Regions from separate parts of the Mus musculus genome. Here region 1 is linked to region 2. A link is a contact called in public Hi-C data. All regions are on one chromosome and are shown on one strand. The core of a region is the stretch at or near the end of the contact, and the rest is flanking DNA. Distances in the headings are between cores, read along the strand shown. Region 1 has its middle 150 kb from the start of Gm36372. Region 2 has its middle 13 kb from the start of Gm40287.

What was found. A called contact is a pair of places that touch in the nucleus more often than the background predicts.
Region 1: a contact with region 2 is called in a Hi-C map of centrocytes, with 2.1 times the contacts expected there. The contact joins two enhancer-like sites. A contact is called at or near these places in 1 of 15 datasets of contacts at CTCF or cohesin (large pre-B cells), 4 of 484 Hi-C or Micro-C datasets (bone marrow-derived macrophages, centrocytes, myocytes and 1 more) and 2 of 115 datasets of contacts at active chromatin or transcription factors (fibro-adipogenic progenitors and large pre-B cells).

Annotation. Positions count from the first base shown.
Region 1 is chr12:16,381,960-16,386,975 of GRCm38.p6, reverse strand. No RefSeq gene overlaps it. Among named protein-coding and RNA genes, the nearest start is that of Gm36372, 150 kb to the right of the region's middle. Within about 2 kb of position 2,340, at least 44 of the 459 cell types and tissues checked have an H3K27ac peak or open chromatin away from gene starts, as enhancers often do. A contact at or near this core is called in centrocytes, where this site is marked.
Region 2 is chr12:15,591,025-15,596,343 of GRCm38.p6, reverse strand. No RefSeq gene overlaps it. Among named protein-coding and RNA genes, the nearest start is that of Gm40287, 13 kb to the left of the region's middle. Within about 2 kb of position 1,468, at least 8 of the 459 cell types and tissues checked have an H3K27ac peak or open chromatin away from gene starts, as enhancers often do. A contact at or near this core is called in centrocytes, where this site is marked.

The DNA.
Region 1 (5,016 bases), core at 1,091-3,590, 790 kb before region 2:
TCACATAGGATGTCTTATGCATCATCTGAGTTGTAGCTTGTGATTGGATTTTCTCCCTTTTCAAGACTGACTAATATGTCACTGGATGTCTCAACCACATTTTGCCCGTCCATTCACGCAGTACTGGGGAAGCTGGCTAATGTGAGTAAAATGTGAGTAATGTGTGCTGCTGTGAACCCACTCAGCTGGTGCTCTGCTTTTGCTACTCAGGCTGTCCAGATGCTAATGTTCTGGATCACATGCTAGTCCTGTATTACATTTAAAAATGTATTTACTTTATTTGTATTTGTGCTTTACCTACATGTTTGTGCATCATGTGCATGCAGTGCCCACAAAGGCCAGAAGAGGGCATTGGAACCCCTGGAACTGGAGTTACAGACAATTGTGAGCTGCCATGTGAGTACTGGGAATCAAACCTTGGTCTTCCGGAAGACCAGACAGTGCTCTTAAACATTGAACCATTTCTCCACCCTGTGTTAATTTTTGAGGCACTGTCACACTGCTTGTTATCAGATTCTCCACACTTATTACAGAGCTTTTATGCACATGTACTTTTGTACATAATTAAGTATATATTTTGTATACCAGTCATCCCAGTTAATGTGGCAAGTATTAAGTTTGATTGTGGCAGGAGCACACACATGTGTGGACATCAGAAGTTAACACAGCGTGCTTCTTTCTTCAGTCTTGCCTCATTTTGCTCACTGAGGCAAGGCTCTCTTGTTAGACCTGGAGCTTGCTATTTTGCTAGTCAAACTAGCCACAGAGAGCTTACCCCCAGGTGCTCTGGCGTCTTCTTCCCAGCATTGAATTAACAGGTAGGCCATATGTTCAACCCAACATTATGTGGGTATTGGGGATTCAAACTGTGATTCTCATATCTGGACAGTGAACACTTCACCCACCAAGTCATCTGCCCATGTACTCAGTGTGGAACCTTCAAACAAAATTTGTTGTTGTTGTTGATGTTCCCTCTGATTTTCTGTTCTATTCAGCCCTCTCCACTCTGTAGCTTTGACCTGGAGTTTCTCATTTTATGTTAAACAGCTACAGTATTCACAGGCAAGGCCAAGGCAGATCAGTGTCTGGAGCTGTGATTCTCAACCTGTGGGTTACAACCCCTTTGGTGAGGTGGTCCCACATCAGATAACCTGCATATCAGATATTTACATTACAATTCATAACAGTTGCAAAACCACAGTTATGAAGTAGCAACAAAAATAATTTTATGTTTGGGGATCACCACAACCTGAAGAACTGTATTAAAGGGCCTCAGCATTACGAAGGTTGAGAACCACTGCTCTAGAGCAAAGGTCCCCATCTGACAGCCATGGTGACATGCAAATGAAGAACGCTCTTATATGGACAAATACAGAACTGGGGGCCACTGATAGGACCTTCTGGCCATCCCCTCTGTCAGTTGTGCTACTTCCTAGAGTACCGGTCGAAGCTTTGTAGACTACATTGTAATATTGTAGAATTCCTATTTAGGGTAATGAAAATGTGCTATTCATGTACAGTGCAGTTTTATCCAGAAAAATAAAGTTAAGACATTTTCAGAAAAATGGGTGACCTGTGAAATTATTATATTAAATATATTAATATATATTTTATTAACTCAGAAAAGCAAATATCACATTTCTCTATTGTATGTGGGTCCACACATACACATATACAAAGATACTCAGATACACAGATACACACACACACACACACACACACACACACACACACATGTATGTGTGTATATAGGTGTGTGTGTGTGTGTGTGTGTGTGTGTGTGTATGCAGGTATAATTATGTAGAGGCAATAAAACTACAATGGAGACCACACACTGGAAATAAAGGGTGGCAAAGAACAGGAAGAGGGCAGTAAAACTCATATGGCCTAAAAGCAGATAAGATTCTACTGGGGTGGACAGGTGTGTGTGTGTAGGGTGGGGCTAAGGAGGAGAAGTAAAATCAACAAAAACAAATGACTCTTGGAAATGTCACAGTGAAAGCCAGTACTGTATGTGCTAATCAAAATTGATCATCATCATCATCAACACACACACACACACACACACACACACACACACACACACACACACACACACCAAAACAATTCCTACTTAGTTTAGTATTCTTGCAAGCTGAGGGAGTTAGGCCTTCATGCTCCACACTTAGGCAAACCATGCATTTCTAGGAAGATGACAGAAATTGGAGGATAAAACACAGCCATGTAATATTGCATCAGGGAGCAGTGGAAGGCAGGGGAAAAGAACCCTGGGGGTTCAGCAGGCATCTAACTTTTCAAAATTTCTCCAATAATCAAATTTGCAACTGGCCATGTGCTGCACACACCTGGCAGGAAGTATATCTAACAGAATATGCAAATACCTCTTGCCCAGATGGGTTTTCTTTCCCCCGTGTACTTTTTACAGCTTCCTTGCTTTGAGTTTTATTTACCAGTTATAAATTTAAAAATTCTTGTGTGTGTGTGTGTGTGTGTGAGTGTGCATGTGAGTGTGTGGTGTATATGTGATTGTGTAGTGTGTGTGTGTAGAGAGAGTGTGTGGTGTGTTTGGAGTGTGTAGAGTATGTGTGTGGGATGTGCATGTGAATGTATGTGTGTGTGTGTTTGAGCGTGGTGTGCATGTGACTGTGTGTCTGTGGGAGTGTGGTGTGCTTATGAGTGTGTATGTGTATGGAGTGTGTGTGTGTGAGAGAGAGAGTGTGTATTTTCTATGGTTCTGGGCATGGTAAGAGAATGTGTCTGTTGTGTTAAATTACTTGGTTTGTGGCATTTTGTCTCTGCAGCCCTAAACTCAGTGGTTCCCAAGACATGGATGCCTCCCAGTGATGAAGAATCCAGGGTAAGACCAGCATTCTTGACCTTGCTGGGCACAGTGGGTCCTGGCACAGAGGGCCAGTGGCTTTGCCACCAGACACCCTTGACGTCCATGATGTGCTAGGTTTTCTTATTTATCTGGGGGCTTGGCTTTCCCGCATCAATGGTGTTGGATGGTAGTGTCCTCATCCTGGCGGACCTGAGGGAGGGTTAACACACTGAGGGACTAGGGCTTGCTTGGCCACTGCCTGCCCTGCTAAGGGCCCTCGGTTAACTTTTGTTACCAGCCGTCCAGGTGCAGCCTCTCTCTTCCACGAGACGGCGCCTCTCGTGTCAGTCCTTGATTGCAAGTTTTGCTGCTCACTTTTGCCCTGACGTTGTGTTTATTTAAGGAACCATTCGTTTGGGTGAAACCTCACAGCGTTTAGGTTTTGGCTGAGTGAGCTGGAACACTCTGTTGAGTATTTATAGCCAGAAACATTTGTTCGCCTTAGACCACATGACTTGACATCTCTGAAACTTGAGCAAGCTCCGGTTTGCTTTGGATCTTTAAGCCTTTCTGTGGTGTAGAGGAGAGTGACGGGTTCGGAAGCTCTCGCTGTTTTGTAACTCTCTTGGTACCACTCCAGTGAGCCAAGCGAACTGTGGTCCCCATCAGTTGTCATACAGGACTCTTGAGTGTCACCATGCAGGTGTGCAGATGGCACAGACAGTAGGCCAAAGACTTCAGGTCTCTGGATTTTACCTCAAGTATTTAGCAGACAACTTTAGTGAGGGGAAAAATCCCAAACTAAACCAAACCAAACCAAATAACCAGAAACAACATTTAAAAAAGCAACACCCCTAAAACCCAACCTGTTTTTCAAATTTGGGCCGAGGCGAGTGAGTCCTGAATGCAAGAAGAAAAACCACATTTTTTTTTTCTTCTATACACCTGTGTGTGCACAAGGTAAGGCTTATGAAGTTTCTCCTTTTTGAAAAAGAAATCATCTGACTCTCAGCCAATACTATGGCCTTAATGTGCGTTCTGCCAATGCCTCCAAAACCATTTGAGAGCAGGCCACAAAAACAAAAAACAAACAAACAAACAAACAAAAAAAAAACCCAACCAACCAACCAACCAAACAACCGAACTAAAAACAAAACAAAGCAAAACAAAGTCCCCAAACTGCCCAGGTTTGCCGATGGAGAGTTGGAGGCAGTCTGCACAGACTCTGTGGCGAGAAATATTTGGAGAAACGAGAGCCGACTTTTCAGTCTTTTCTTGCCAGAAAGCCAAAAGCAAAGCTGGAATTTTGTGGTTCCGGCACTTTGTGTGCCTCCCAGTCATTTTGCACAGATGGTTCTGGTTTAAGGCCATGATGCCCCATCCACTGGAGGGAAAGAAACCGGGCGACCACCCCAAGCCTCCCATTCTGATGCCAAAGTATACTCTACTGCCCGGAGAAAATGAGAACCGGGAGAAGTTGCTTAGAAAGCTGCCAATTAGGGTGCAGAAGCTGAATGGTTCAGTGACTGTGCGATGCTGAAACCCACATTTTCCTTTGGATTATGTCACCTGGGGGACACTGACAGGGACTCTCCCCTGCTTAGCCAGTCACAGTTGCATGATACTGAAAGATTTGGGCAGGCTTTGTCTTTTCATTTGAAAAGACAAAGACCCTGAAAAGCAGAGCGACTTGCCTTTTACTAAGGGTCTGGGATACAGAGCAGGATGTCCAAGTTTACCTTTTACCCCTGACTTGTAAATTTCTCCTCTGTCCACTCTCTTCCATATTGTAGTGATTACTGTTAATAATTTAATAGGATCTGGAATCATCTAAGAGACTGATCCTGCAGGCCAGGGAGGGTCAGTCTCCTAGATGACTCCAGATCCTAGTGCTACGATCCTAGACGATCCTAGTGCTACGATCCTTTAATACAATTCCTCATGCTGTGTTGATCCCCAACCTTAAAATTATGTTATGAACCATAATACAAATATCTGATATGCAGGATATCTGGTAAGGTGACTTCTGTGAAAAAGGTCATTTGACACCCCCCCCCCCAGAGAACCACTGTTCCAGGCACACCTTTGATGGATTAAATCAGTCTCTGGGCATGCCTATGAGGGATTATATTAGTTAAATTAATTGAGATGGAGAGACATAGGTCAGAAGTGGCTGACTACCATATCAACTACCA
Region 2 (5,319 bases), core at 219-2,718:
ACTGGAACTCAAGCAGGTCAGGAAGCAGGAGCTGATGCAGAGGCCATGGAGGGATGTTCTTTATTGGCTTGCCTCACCTGGCTTGCTCAGCCTGCTCTCTTATAGAACCCTCTCTCTTAAGACTACCAGCCCAGAAATGGTCCCACCCACAAGGGGCCTTTCCCCCTTGATCACTAATTGAGAACATGCCTTACAGTTGGATCTCATGGAGGCATTTCCTCAACTGAAGCTCCTTTCTCTGTGATGACTCCAGCTGTGTCAAGGTGACACAAAACTAGCCAGTACAATCTGATACAGCTGTCTCCTGAGAGGCTTTGCCAGATCCTGACCAATACTGATGAGGATGCTCGCAGCCAACCATTGGACTGAGAACAAGGACCCCAATGGAGGAGTTAGGGGAAAGACTGAAGGAGTTGAAGAGATCTTATCTGTCATCAGTGGGAGGGGATGCCCTTGGTCCTGTGAAGGCTTGATGCCGCAGTGCAGAGGAATGCTAGGGTGGTGAGGCAGAAGTGGGTGGGAGGAGGGGAGCATCCTCACAGAAGCAGGCTAAGAGGGGATGGGATAGGGGTTTGCAGAGAGGAAACCAGGAAAGGGAATAACATTTGAAATGTAAGTAAATAAAATGTGAAATTAAAAGAAGAATGCATAGTGGCCTTCCAGGGGGCCTGAGTTTGGTTCCTAGCAGCCATATCTGACTGCTTACAACCACCTGCATCAACAGCTCCAGGAGATCTGAGACATTCATCTACCCTCCATGGGCAAAGTCATACATGGACACTTACCAATTCACAGATAAATATACATATATACATATAATTAAAAATAAAAACAAATCTTTTAAAAAATGTATGCAAACAGAGAAGTAAGCAACAGAGCCAATTTTGATAGCAAAAGTCTTTAATCCCAGTACTGAAGAGATTGAGGCAGGAAAATCAGGAGTTCCAGGCTAGCCTGGACTACATGGCAAATTTCACACGTGTGGGCTTTGTGAACCTGAAGGGATAGAGAGAATATATTAAATTTTACATTAGTCTGGGATTTGAGAACTTGGAGAGGGAGAGGGAGAGGGAGAGGGAGAGGGAGAGGGAGAGGGAGAGGGAGAGGGAGAGGGAGAGGGAGAGGGAGAGGGAGAGGGAGAGGGAGAACAGAAAAGCAGTCAAGTTGCAAAATTTAATAGAAAGAAAAATATTGTCCTCCCATAGTCAAGTTCTCCTTTTGTTACTCATCAATGTCTCCAGTGAAAAGTCACAGGCAACAAGCAGAAAGGGAAAATATAACATGTCTGAAATTAGAAACTATTTTTTAATCTAAAAAACTGAGTACAAAAGGTCAGAAGTCATAATCTTTCATATTTGCTGATAGCTTGAAAACATGCAAATGTTTTTCCACTCACGAGTAGGTGAATGAATAGATATGCAAAGTTGGAGGGAATTCTAGGGCATGTAAGGGCAGACATGGGCATCAGAACTATTTATAGTCGCTCTACAAAGCAGCTTCCCCCATCCTTGAATAAGAGAGGCTTTTAGAATCTGTTCAGTTGTTTGTTAGAGCAGAACCCTCTATCTTCAAAGCAATGTTCCTATAAGTGCCTATGCACAAACATCTCCTGTCCTCTCTGACAAGGGGCTCAGAATGGATGCTGTGGAGCATTCGAGGAATTTGTAACAACATTTCTTCAATGATCTCTGGTGTATATCTCTGTCACAGCTTCTTTCAGTACCAGCAAATCAAGAACCATCTTGGAGGAAACTTTGCAAGTGCCCTGTGTCTTGCACAAGTCTGTCTCCTGTCCCTGAACTTGCACCCCCCACCCCAGCTCAGAATTTGACCTTTACAAGGGAAGGAATCACACATTTTCTTTTGAATTGTTGTTTTCTTAGCAGGAAGTACAACTTTACATAATAGGTATTCGGTACACACCTGCTGAATGCTGGAACCTAAGATGTAACTGACTGCATCACACATTCAACAAATGGCTCTCCTAGTATTCTCTGACAAAATATTAGCTTGTAATGAGTACCTTCTAGAGTTAACACAAGCTGGGCTAAGGTAACACTTACCAAGGCAATTGCATAATTCTCTCCAGCCATTCAAATTTTATATCAATGGTCAAAAAGGCACAGTCAAGTAAAAAAAATCTTTAACTATTAGCTAACTTGGAGGAATTCTTTAACTGAATTTTGGGAGACACATAAACATTTTATGGAACAAATTATCTGAAGAGGCTCAGCTATTTTCTTTAATTGTAATTATGTATAATACCAATATCTCTGGTAAGATGAATTCTGCTAATAGCTTCTAATTTCTATTTGGTCAACTGTGATTTTGTTTCTGTAACCACAGGATGTTTGCAAAGGGGTTGGAGACTATCACTATAGGTGAGAAAATTGTTGGTGTTTCGAGGCCAGAGGAACTGCTGATTGTGATCCTGCTGACAAGCCAACTTTCTACACCAGAGAGTTATCCAGTCCAAGGCATCTGACAATCCTGAGAAACCATAAGCAATCATTGCTATGTCTTCATGTCTGTCCTCTTACCCCACAAATTCTCTGCTTCAATGACTCTTGGCCTTGATCTCTAGTCATGTGTTGTTTCCTGTTTCCCCTTACACACACACACACACACACACACACACACACACACGGAGATAGGGAGATGGAGAGGGAGAGATTTGATGATTAGGCGATCAAGCAGAAGCAGTCAGGTTATTGGTGGTCCTGGCCTTATTCTTTAGAACCAGGACGACCTTTCTCTTTGTAATGGAAACAACATTATTTGTGAAATCTTGCCAACTTTTTTCCCCGATCTTTCCTCTTTCCTCCCACCTCATCCACTGCAATCTTATTTGCTTTTAGCATGCTAACCCCTCACTTATTTTCAGTCCTCTAGTTTATTGTCCATTCTGTGGACTTGGAATTACTATTTGATTTCCTCAGTTATACATTATTAGAGTGACTTAATATGATATATCTAGGCAATCTATTCTCCTCTGATGAAATTCATTGCCTATAGTCTCTTCACACTCCACTCTTACATATGTGGCTAGTAATTAGCCTCCAGGAATCAGTGAGCCCAAGCACATAGTGATGACAGGAAGTGTTAGGGTTCACATGTCAGAACCGCACTAACACAGATTCCTCCTTTGCATCAGAGAAAGTCTGGCCACATGGGTCACACGGAACTGCACAAATTATGCACAACTATGGAGCACAGGTAGATTCTAAGAGTTAATGAAACCTTTGTGTAGATTTATTTCCTTTTTCCTTGACACCATCCACAGTGGCTGAAGTTTAAGATTTAGCTGTAAGTTTACGGTGTAAGTTAAATAGTTGAGCTAAGTAGATCTGCTCCATAATTGCTAAATGTGACAACTTCCAAAGCCTGGGATATGGGAACCAGCCTTCTCCATCTAGCTGCCATCCCATACTAAACAGTTTGGTAATCTGTTTATTAGCTTATCAACAGTGAGGATTCCCAGAGGGAAGGGTGGGAGACACAAACTACAATTGTCCTGCATAAATCCTGCAACTGTGATCAGTTATGCAATTGTATACTTTTGCATTTCAGAGCTATACATGCATGGCAGTGTCCCTAAAGACAAGGGATCTTGTGAGACTCCAGCTGTACCAATGTTGCTCTTGAATTTCTTAGAAGTAAATGAAAGTCTTCTGAGTCATATAAAGTCAGATATTGAGTCATATACATATAGACAGTCTTGTGGTCCATTCTACTTACAAAAAGCTTTATGCAGCTTTACTTTGTCATATTTCAGTCTAAGACAAACATTCACATACAGCCATCATCCAACCAGTATAAAATATTATGTGGAACCCCCAAATCACCTTCTGTTTTGCTCTGAGGCATTGCCACCACAAAAATGACAGAGGCCTTTATGATCTTTGGAATCACAGGTTAGTTGCAATTCCCTTAAACTTTTTATAAATATAAATGATCTCTTTCCTGTCACTGTGTTCTTTATAATACCATTTATTCACATTTCAGGACCAGAGCTCATTCTTCAGCAGATAGTCATAGTAACCCCTCTCTGTTGGCATCTTGTGTATTTCACGGAATTTTGTGTTGTTTCTTTTCTTGGGTGCTTTGAAATAACATTTAATGCATTCTAGGGTAGTCTTTTGTTATAAGTAAGCAAGGATTTTTTTTTTGTTTCTTAGGATCATAACTAACTAACTAACTAACCAACCAACTAACAAGATACTGGCTATTCAAAGGTTCGGTAGGTACATCCAAATAGTTTTCATCATGGTTGTACTGATCTTTACTATAACAAGCATCACTATATTTTCTTATCAATTTAAGCACTCACATTATGTTTTTTATTGCTTTTCTGGCATCATTTAGATGTGTATTCTGAGTCCTCTCTTTTCTATACATTATATGAATGTATTATCCATATGTATATATTATCCACATATATCCAAGTGGCTCTTGGTTTTACTTACACTTAGTTTATTGTCTTTGCAAAACTGTGAGTAAATGCAGTTATTAATTCATAGCTATTATTTTCCATAACTACTTAGGCATTCTATTTGTTCTCTTACATCCTGTGTATGATCCATCTGGCATTTGTTTCTGTGTAGAGAGTAAAGCCTAAGACAGGTTTTATTTAATGTGGCTTTACAGTTAACAAACACCCTGTTGAAAAATAAACCTTTTCTGGTGTCAGAATGCAAGGTTCTGTGGTCATAAATTAATCACTGAAGGTGTGTTAGCTTATTTCGTCGGAGCTCTCTTTTCTCTTCCATTGCTCTCTTAGTCAGCTCGGAGTCCATGTGCTGCACTGATTAATTACAGCAGCTGTGTAGAACTATCCACATCTGGTAATGCACCCGAGTTGATCTTTCTGATCTTTTTGCTCACTAATATTTTGTGCTCGTGGTCATTTACATTTCCTTATAACATCAGAGTTAGCTCATTCCTTTTTACAAAATTTCTCCAGGTAATTTGTTTGGAATTGTGTTGAGTCCAAGGGTCAGTGATATGTGTTTGAAAGAGCATTGTGAGTCTATTTTAAAATCCTATTGCCCAGTTTTAGAGCTGAAATAGGGAACTGGCTCCATTTTTGGTCTTCTACCCCCAGTTCCTTTCTTTCCCCTCTTCCCATTGTCTCCTCCTCAGTCTCCCCATCTTCTCCTCTCTTTATTTTCTTTCAGTTTTCTCTCTCTCAGCCTTGAATTAGAAACTAGGGCTTCAGGGGATTGATCGTGCTGACTGCCACTGAACTACGTCCTAGCCCCAGACACTATCCTTTGTTATTAAACTCCAATCCATAAAATCAGTGTGAGTCAATGACTC